Linked DNA regions of Sus scrofa: regions 2 and 3 are each linked to region 1. A link is a contact called in public promoter capture Hi-C data. All regions are on one chromosome and are shown on one strand. Each heading gives the region's core, a stretch centred on a gene start, on an enhancer-like site or on the middle of the called end of the contact. The rest is flanking DNA. Distances are from core to core; before and after follow the strand shown. Region 1 holds the start of STRAP (serine-threonine kinase receptor-associated protein). Region 2 holds the start of RERG (ras-related and estrogen-regulated growth inhibitor). Region 3 has its middle 36 kb from the start of PTPRO.

What was found. Promoter capture Hi-C pulls out the DNA fragments that hold promoters and counts their contacts.
Region 2: a contact with region 1 is called in a promoter capture Hi-C map of liver, with 7 times the contacts expected there. The contact joins the promoter of RERG here to the promoter of STRAP in region 1. A contact is called at or near these places in 1 of 5 promoter capture datasets (liver) and 1 of 47 Hi-C or Micro-C datasets (embryonic fibroblasts).
Region 3: a contact with region 1 is called in a promoter capture Hi-C map of liver, with 14 times the contacts expected there. The contact joins the enhancer-like site here to the promoter of STRAP in region 1. A contact is called at or near these places in 2 of 5 promoter capture datasets (fetal liver and liver), 18 of 47 Hi-C or Micro-C datasets (brain, embryonic fibroblasts, fetal heart ventricle and 11 more) and 1 of 2 datasets of contacts at active chromatin or transcription factors (alveolar macrophages).

Annotation. Positions count from the first base shown.
Region 1 is chr5:56,735,275-56,738,280 of Sscrofa11.1, reverse strand. It overlaps STRAP (serine-threonine kinase receptor-associated protein), which reads left to right and starts at 1,392. Exons shown (of 10, transcript XM_003355564.4): 1 at 1,392-1,826; 2 at 2,504-2,639. The coding sequence starts at 1,715.
Region 2 is chr5:57,347,852-57,350,857 of Sscrofa11.1, reverse strand. It overlaps RERG (ras-related and estrogen-regulated growth inhibitor), which reads right to left and starts at 1,472. Exons shown (of 5, transcript XM_003481681.4): 1 at 1,225-1,472.
Region 3 is chr5:57,297,472-57,300,477 of Sscrofa11.1, reverse strand. No RefSeq gene overlaps it. Among named protein-coding and RNA genes, the nearest start is that of PTPRO, 36 kb to the right of the region's middle. Within about 2 kb of position 1,522, at least 33 of the 83 cell types and tissues checked have an H3K27ac peak or open chromatin away from gene starts, as enhancers often do. A contact at or near this core is called in fetal liver, liver and mesenteric adipose tissue, where this site is marked.

The sequences.
Region 1 (3,006 bases), core at 143-2,642:
TATTTAGATGCCTCCATCATTAACGCTTTACTTTACTTAATAATCACTTGTCCAGCATTCACTAAATGCCATTCACTCTTCTGATACCAGAGTAGAAAGACAACAGTGCCACACAATTGCCACTAAGGAGCTCACAATTTAAATGTCAACAGAGTGTGTGTGTGCATGTGTGTAGGAACTTGGGGTGAGGTTGGCACAGAGAAAACAAAAAAGATAGTGGAAAACATATATAGTAAGTGCTGTACTATAAATTAATGAACAAAATGCTAATGAAATAGAATGGGGAAGCACTTCAAGTCTCCATTCAAGTAATTAGACTTGAACGAAGATACATGTTTACTACAAAAAGATGAGGGAGAGGGAAACATTTGCAGACATTTGTGCTGATTAGATATGTATTGGTATGTGCCAAGACATTATGGCCTGGGATAAAGTAGTGAAAGAGACCACAAAAAAAATCTCTGGTATTTTCTGTTGACATCCTAACAAGCATTAAAGGAAAGAAATAACTTGCCCAGAAAAAGGACCCTTCTTGCTCAGGTCAGTTTTTGCATGAGCAATCAATCCATCAACAGTTCTGCTACACCACGGAGTGATATCCAAAGAGGAGAGCCTGCAGGAAGACAACACCAGTATTTCTATTTACACTGAAGTTTAAGGTTCTTCTAATATTTCTATTCTTCTCTATGCACTAATATGCAAATAACTCACAAATTATTCACTATCGCATATTTGGGGGACGGACGCAAGTTTTATTGATGTGGGTATTCATCAAAAAATTTGAGGACCATTGCTCATGGGTCTCCCAACGTCCTCAAAAGATAAACTAATTTAACTGTTTTTAGAGTCGCATAACCCTCACGTCTGAAACACTAACAATGCAAGGTTACACAGCACAAGGGGTGACTGGGAGAAAGACTTTTCTTAAGGGCCTTACTTGTAGACAATCCCAGAGGAGCTGACTATACAACTGCTAACAAAGATTGGAAAAAAAATTCTTAGACGGTGTTTGCTGGTTTGGGCCACCGCTGGAAACAATTCTGGTTGTTCAGTGTAGACGTCTAGATAGCACAGTCCAAACCACTGGACGGCTCAGTGCGTAAACCACAGATGCGGTCAGATTCGGGGTATGACTGAAGCAGGACCCGCTTCCGCACGCCCCCAACTCGACTCCAAACGGCTCAAAAACAGAAAAGCACCCCAAGCTGCTTAGAGCTCAGCGCTAGGATTTTCACCCAGTGCCTGGAACGCGGCCAAGAGCCCTGCGTAGCCAGCGTGGAGCCAGCATCACGTGCTCAACCTGAGCTGATCTCGCGCCTGCGCATTGCGGTCGCTCTCGCTCCAGTACGCCTCTTCTACCCAGCGAACCCGCCTTCCCTCCTGTTCGTCACTTCCGGCGGAGGGTTAGTGTCGTCACTTCCTGCGAGTACCGGTGTGGACGGTGGGGATCGTGGCTGCCGGTTTTCCTGTTCTCCCCCTCCCCTACTCTCCTCCCTCCCTCCCTTTCCCTCCCTCGGCGGCGGTCGACCGCCAGTCGCACACTCCCTGACCCACCCCTAACCCTTTCCTGGTTTCGGGGCCACCAGATTGGCCTTTTTCTGTTTCCCGGCCCAGCGTCAGGGCGTAGGCCTTGAGTGAGAGGCGCTGCCGCGGAGAAGAGAAAAGACGAGACGACCCTCAGCTCTCCTGCGGGATCGCTCGGCTCGCCGCCGCCATGGCAATGAGGCAAACGCCTCTCACTTGCTCCGGCCACACGCGGCCTGTGGTGGATTTGGCCTTCAGTGGCATCACGCCTTATGGCTATTTCTTAATCAGTGCTTGCAAAGGTGAGCAGGGCCGCTGGGCTCAGATGGTTGGGACTGGGCGGAAAGGGAGTGGGGCCGGCACTTCCCATTGCCGAATGGATTGCGGCTTTTGAGATTAGTGGGCTGGTAGGGCGAGTAGTGTTAAGGATTGCGCAGCTGATGCCAGGAGAAGCTTTGGTAAGTTATGCCCCCAACCAAGGCTTCTCATTTTACCTTTTTTGCTATTTCTGGATAAGCTTTACTGTGCACTTGCCCAGACGCCCCGGCCAACACCGTAAATATCTTTAAAGGATTTGGGGAATGCAGAAACTAGGCCAGGCTAAGTAACACTTTATTTTACAAAGACTTTCCACTTCTACTATTTCATTGGATATTCTTCTGTGGTATGGAATTTTTCATTTCCAATTTTCAAGTGGAAGCTGAGACTATTAAGTTTGTCCAAAATAAGGTTCACGTCTAGATTGTTTTGTTGCAGATGAATAGTCTTTCTGCCGCATTTCAAGTCCTTCCCAGAGAGAATGGCCCAGTTCTTCAGTTAATTTATTTCTGGATGTGCCTTAGTGACCCCAGTGAGTGAACAGTTAGACAACAAAAGCAGTTTTCAAGTTTGTTATTCATCACTGTTTGTTTTAAGTTCGGATCCTAGATTTTAAGTAATTTGAGCTTCTACATCACATGTTTTCTTACATATTTTTTAGATGGCAAACCTATGCTACGCCAGGGAGATACAGGAGACTGGATTGGAACGTTTTTGGGTCATAAGGGTGCTGTTTGGGGTGCAACATTGAATAAGGATGCCACCAAAGCAGCTACAGCAGCTGCAGATTTCACAGCGTAAGTGTAGCCAGAAATGGCCACCTTTACAGTTCTCTGTGAATTGTGTTCTGAAATGATCAATAATAAAAGTTCAGTAAAAGTTATTCATAAAGTTCTCATGCACTGCCTAACGTAGAGAACACATGTTGTTTTGATGTCACCAAAATTCCGCCCATATTTTATCTGCTGCTTTCTCAAAATGTTCAGAGACTTAAATGACTTAGTTCTGTATGTCTGGACTGGGACCCAGGAATCTGCATTATTAACAAGCACTTCAGATAATGAATGTTGATGGTCATGCTGGCAAATACTGCTCCACATGTTCTAGCTGAATAATACCTTATACTCCTTAACTTCTTAGTGCTTGATGCCCCACATTTTTAGC
Region 2 (3,006 bases), core at 223-2,722, 610 kb before region 1:
CCCTTCAACATTTTATTTCTCACATGAAAATGTGCAAAGTTACATTTGATAAATGTATAAAACAAAGATAAATGTGTACATTATTTTAATAAGTGACCTGTTGCCAAGTCTCTGATGTTCTAAATAATTCATGATCCAAGACCTTCCATAACATGGATCTAAAAAGACATTCGTTTTCATGTTGTTGTGCAGAAATATTCTGGCTGGGTCTTGAAGCTGCCATTCACCTTTTATATGGATAGTGCTTTATTAGGACAAAAACTTCTTAGTTCCTATCACTCCTAGAGCTAAAATCACACTTAGATATTTCAGAGATTAAAGGTGTATTGATTTTTTTCCCCTAAACATAAAGATACCAAAATAACGCTTAGAATAAGAAAAAAAAAAAAAAAAAAAAAGCCAGACTCGAAATTCTGTGTTACTATTAATGCATGCATTGATTCATGCCACTTTTATGCTAATCATAAAAGCGGCCACCTTCAAGGAGCTTACAATCCCATAGATGTATGACATTTGGTTCACTAATAAGCTGATTTTTAAACTTATTTAAAAAATAATTTATGCATCATAAACCATTTTTCAGACTATTATACTTATCAAGGTCCATGCTTTCTACTTCCTCTTGGCAAAAAAAACAAAACAAAAAAACAAGCATCTTGATAAGGTATATACGATTTATAAGATAATAGTGTTTCTAACTGCTGTATTTATGGTCTCATCAAAATAAAGTGCAGGTGTTTAGGGAAGCAAAGAATCTAGTCTGGTCGTGGGAATCTAGTCTGGTCTTCCGGCTGCTACTTCCCTAGCTCTGAAATCAAGTTTTCCTGGTCTCAATATGAGGAATTCTCCCGCATTTTATCACAACGCAGCACGCACAGGGATGAGTACCGTTGTAAGAGACTCCTGGCTATGGCGTTATTCTGAAAGCAACAGGTATCCTGGAACGATAAACAAACCCATCATGGACTGCGGGTCACTTGCTTTCAACCTGGGGAGCAAACGCTGCCTAAGTCAAAAGGGCATTCTAGGTCTCAGCTCTGACCGAGGGCGCTGTCAAGCTCGGGGCACCAGCGCTTACATCTCCCTCTCGGCGACCCCCAAAGCCCTGGCTGAGAGGACCCCGTGGCCAGGAGGGCCGCCCCGGAGGCCGAGCGTTCAGGGGCTCGGAAGGGTCTTCAGGAAGTCATCCCGAAAAAGCCACCTGGGCACGTGCGTGACACTCACCTGTTCACACTCTCCAGGCCCAGAGAGCCGCGGTCCCCCTGCAAGTTCAGAATCAGTCCCCCGGGACCGCTACCCCTCCCACGCTGCGCGGCCCAATCTGTGGGTGGCGTTTCCCGGCTGCTGGGCTGCGACTGCGGGGGGCAGCGGCAGTAGCAGTAATAGCTGGCGGAGTGGCCCGGGTCTCCCCGCAACCACTCTCTCCGACTAGCGGCGGATGGACTGCGGCAGGACGCGGGCTCCGGCGGACGAGGCCGCCGGGATGCTGCAGTGTGGCGCTCGCGCGCCCCCTACTGGGGCTAGCGCTCGGCTCCTCCAGCGAAGCCGCCTCCAGGCTGGATCATTCAAAAATCAGTTTTCGAGCTGCACTCGGACAGGCTTCCCTTTTCTCCTGCTAGATTCCCGGCCTCTAGGTTCTCGTTGAAGGATCTCACTCCTTGGGTTAAAACATTTGCCTGTAAAAGGATCAGTATGTGACCTTTTCGATTCCTTACTTCAGAAGGTCCTCACAACATCCCTTAGAGGTACGTTTAACTTTCCCCATGATTCCCACGAGGAAACAGAGGATAAATCACTTGTCCAAGGCTAGTAAATGGTTGGAATAAAAATCCAGGCCGATTGGAAGCTGAGATGCTAGGAGAGACATATGTACTGCATTAAATTGAACTTCATATCTCTATACTGGAGAAAGTTCCAAAAGATTCACATTTCCCCTTACAAGATCAGCATTTATAACGTTCGAATTGAAATCACACTCAATCATCCTCAAACCTAACGAAAATGATTAATATTTGTGCTGCGCTAGACTCCCTTTCACATCTCTCATCTCATCTGATATTTACTCCCTTCATTGAGGTAGGCACTCATTAAAATTATTAGCCTTCCGTGATTTCCTATTGTGGCTCAGCAGAGAGCCCACATTGTCTCTCTGAGGTTGCAGGTTCCATCCTGGGCCTTGCTCAGTGGGTTTAAGGATCTGATGTTGCCATGGTTGTGGTAGGCCCCAGCTGCAGCTTGGATTCAACTCCTAGCCCAGAAGTCCATATGCAGCAGGTGCAGCCATTTAAAAAAAAAAAAAAAATTGCATTTCAGAGCCAAGGAGGTGAGTTTCAGGGAGATTAAAAGATTTCCCAAAACTATGAAACTTTTGATGAGAAGCACGAAACACCCATATTATTTGTTTTCCTGTGAAGCCTGGTGTTCTTAACAAGACACCCGATGGCCTCCAGAAAACCACTGCCATGTCGAATAGACTAAGTGAACAGTGGTAGGTGAACAGTCTGTGTCCCTGATGGAAGCGGTGTAACAGGGCAGGCAGTTTCCAGGACCAGCTGACCTGGAAAGCCACCAGTTGTGAGCCATGCTGAATGGAGGAGCTGTGTCTGCACAAAGCTAGGAATTAGCTCCCTGAACAGGATCTTAATATATTTACTCACCTCATGAGATATTTTACCTTAAAGGTTAAAATTATTAGTCGCATAATAATTAGATATGTTAAAATTACTTATTACATAATAAAGCTACCTTAAGTAAAAATTATTAATTGCATATTAATGACATCTTAATTCATTGTGTTTAACCATATATTTGCTTATATTTAAATTTAAATGGGTTTTTATATATCTATATAATTTTTGTTTAACCATATATTTATTTTAGTCAATGTTAATTGACTTCTTGCTGTTTAAAGAGGAGGAAATTAGCCTCTTATTATGTCTCTCATGTTCCCCTCCTTCATCTTATATTTTTACTTTTTTTTTTTTTTTTTTGTCTTTTTAGGGCTGC
Region 3 (3,006 bases), core at 273-2,772, 560 kb before region 1:
CACACCATCCACTTCCCCTTCTACCCCCAGGAACTAGAAGCAAAAGAAAAAATGGAGAAGGGGGAATGAAAGAGTCAGGACAAACGTGAGAAAAAATGCACTCCACATCATCCCAATCAGCAGCCTGGATTATCACAGAGGTGCCTGGTCAGGCATCCCAACAACAGCTAGAATCCTGCCAACCTACCTGTAACCCATTTTGGGGGCTACTCAAAGGGTCACTTTAAAAATTTATGCTGACTGGAGTTCCCGTTGTGGAGCAGTGGTTAACGAATTCGACTAGAAACCATGAGGTTGCGGGTTCGGTCCCTGCCCTTGCTCAGTGGGTTAACGATCCGGCGTTGCTGTGAGCTGTGGTGTAGGTTGCAGACGTGGCTCGGATCCCGCGTTGTTGTGGCTCTGGCGTAGGCTGGTGGCTACAGCTCCTATTAGACCCCTAGCCTGGGAACCTTCATATGCCGCGGCAGCGGCCCAAGTAAATGGCAAAAAAGACAAAAAAAAAAAAAAAAAATATGCTGAGGTTCCTTTTGTGCTAAGTGTGCCCTTAGTCACACCCCTTTCCCTACTGTGGGTTCCCAAGCCATGATTTAGGGCTCAATTTCGTGGAGGAGATGAGTTTTGAACTGAAGGTGAGAGTAAAGTGTTTTTGTTTTTGTGTTTTGTTTTCTTTTTTTTTTTTTAGAGCTGCACCCACAGCATATGGAGGTTCCCAGGTTAGGGGTTGAATCAGAGCTGCAGCTGCCAGCCTATACCACAGCCACAGCAACACCAGATCCTTAAACCCACTGAGCGAGGCCAAGGATGGATACCTTCAGGGATATTAGTCTGGTTTGTTACCGCTGAACCGCAATGGGAACTCTGAAATTAAAGTTTTTATTTAGATTTGACTGGATGTTTTCATACCTGAAAAAAAATCATGTCCTTATAATACCTAAAAGTGACTGGAATCACCCAAGATAGAATTAGCAGGGAAAGAGAGATGAAAACAGAGAAAACAGGAAGGTAGTTGTTGGTATAAAAATATAAAACTATGTCCAAGTTGTGCCTTTAAAGTTCAGCTCATTCATTAAACTGTTTACTTGTAGGCATTTATGGCCTCTTTTCCCCATTGCTAGATTTACAAACTTGTATAAATAATATATTAATCACTAGGCACTCCCAGGGGATGGGGGGAGAGGGGAGTTTTATTTCTCTGAAAAACTAGAAAAAGAGGCCCAGGAATGAAGCTAATAATTAAGGATGCATACTCTGGATTGGGCGAAATCCTCTTTATCCCCTTTAAAGCTCACAGCACTCCTAAGGCATGTAATTGTTTTACAGTTGAGGAATTTGAAGGTCCAAGATGCTGTGTGATTTGGCACAAGTCAAAGCAATCATAAATGATGGAGTGAGCACTCAAATTTAGTTCTGACGGAACTACATTTTTGACTGAAAGGTCCTTTGCGTTCTGATACTCTATCCTGTGAAAGTAACAGCAGTTGGTAAGACCAGCCCCTGTCTGCGTCACCGACATCAGCACTCGTGGTGACGCATGCGTCCTGGCGCTTCAGACCTTGGTCCCCCTGGAATCAACACACAGCCTTGACCCAGGTCAAAGTGACTGGGACGGAAAGGCGTGTGCGTGCAGTCTGGTTTCTACTCCAAACAGCCAAGAGCGGGGCATGTGCTTGCTTACTGAACCATAAATCAATAAACTTCATAACAGTTTCCCTTAAATGGGGAAGCAGAAACTTTCTTTCATGTTTGTGGAGAAAGAGTCTTTTTAAAGTGAAATTAATGTATTCAGATTCCATCCTCATTTCTGGGGAATGGGTTCTCTCCCCTGTCAGTCCGTTTTCCTTTTCTTTTTGATCCATTGGAACAGTTCTTTTTTGACTTTTTTTTTTTTTTTTTAATGTGACTCTCCAATACCCTCTTTTACTCCCCTCTTGACAGTTCTGTGATGTTTTCTGGGAGATAGGGGTCATATTTCTTCAGAGAAATTTTGCATCCTCTCTTCCAAGATTTCTGTCTAACTTCCTTTATCCAATGGGTGCCAGGATATTTTTCTGTTTCTAAAGTATGAAATATATTTTCTGCTTTCTATTTCAATTAGTATTTATTTTTTTTTTTTTACTAATTTATGTCAATTATTTAGGCCACATTTGGTCAGGATGAATAGAACATTAGGGGGAAAAAGGAGCTTGGAAGTTTTCTAAACTATCTCGTTTAATGGATGAGGAAATAGGAGAGTCGGCTGCTATGTCCCATATTTACCCAGCTAATAAGCGGTATTACCTGGAGTACTGTGCTGAGAATGATTCTGGGAGTTTCCATCATGGCTCAGCAGAATCAAATCTGACTAGTATCCATGAGAATGCTGGTTCGATCCCTGGCTTCACCCAGTGGGTTAAGGATTGGCGTTGCCGTGAGCTGTGGTGTAAGTCTCAGACGTGGCTTGGCTCTGGTGTTGTTGTGGCTGTGGCATAGGCCACCTGCTACAGCTCCAAGTCCACCTCTAGTCTGGGAACTTCCATATGCCACAGGTGCAGCCTTAAAAAGACCAAACAAAAACAAAAAAACAAAAATGAAAACAAACAAAAAAAATGCTTCTCAGGATGATTCTGAAGTCCTCTGGAGACCTTACTGGAGAAGGTGCCATGATTTATACTAGAGCGTCTGGCATGGATGCGGCCCAGGGTGTTGCAAATATGCTCTGTCCTTTCCCTACCATGCTGCCTCCTAAAGCAGTGTTTCCTGGACTCTCCTCTACATACAGGGTAAAATGCACAGTCTGATTCAGTTAGCCTGGGGTGGGTCTTAAACTGGAGACCAGGATTAGCAGGCCAAATCCAGCCCACCGCCTCTTACTGTAAACAAGCTTTCTCTGGAATGCCTTCCACATCCATTTGTTTACGTATGATTGATGGCTGCTTTCAAGCTACAGCAGCACAGGGGAAGAGGTGTGGCAGAGACCAGATGGCCTGCAAAGGATCAAATATGTACTATCTGGCCCTTTATAGAAAA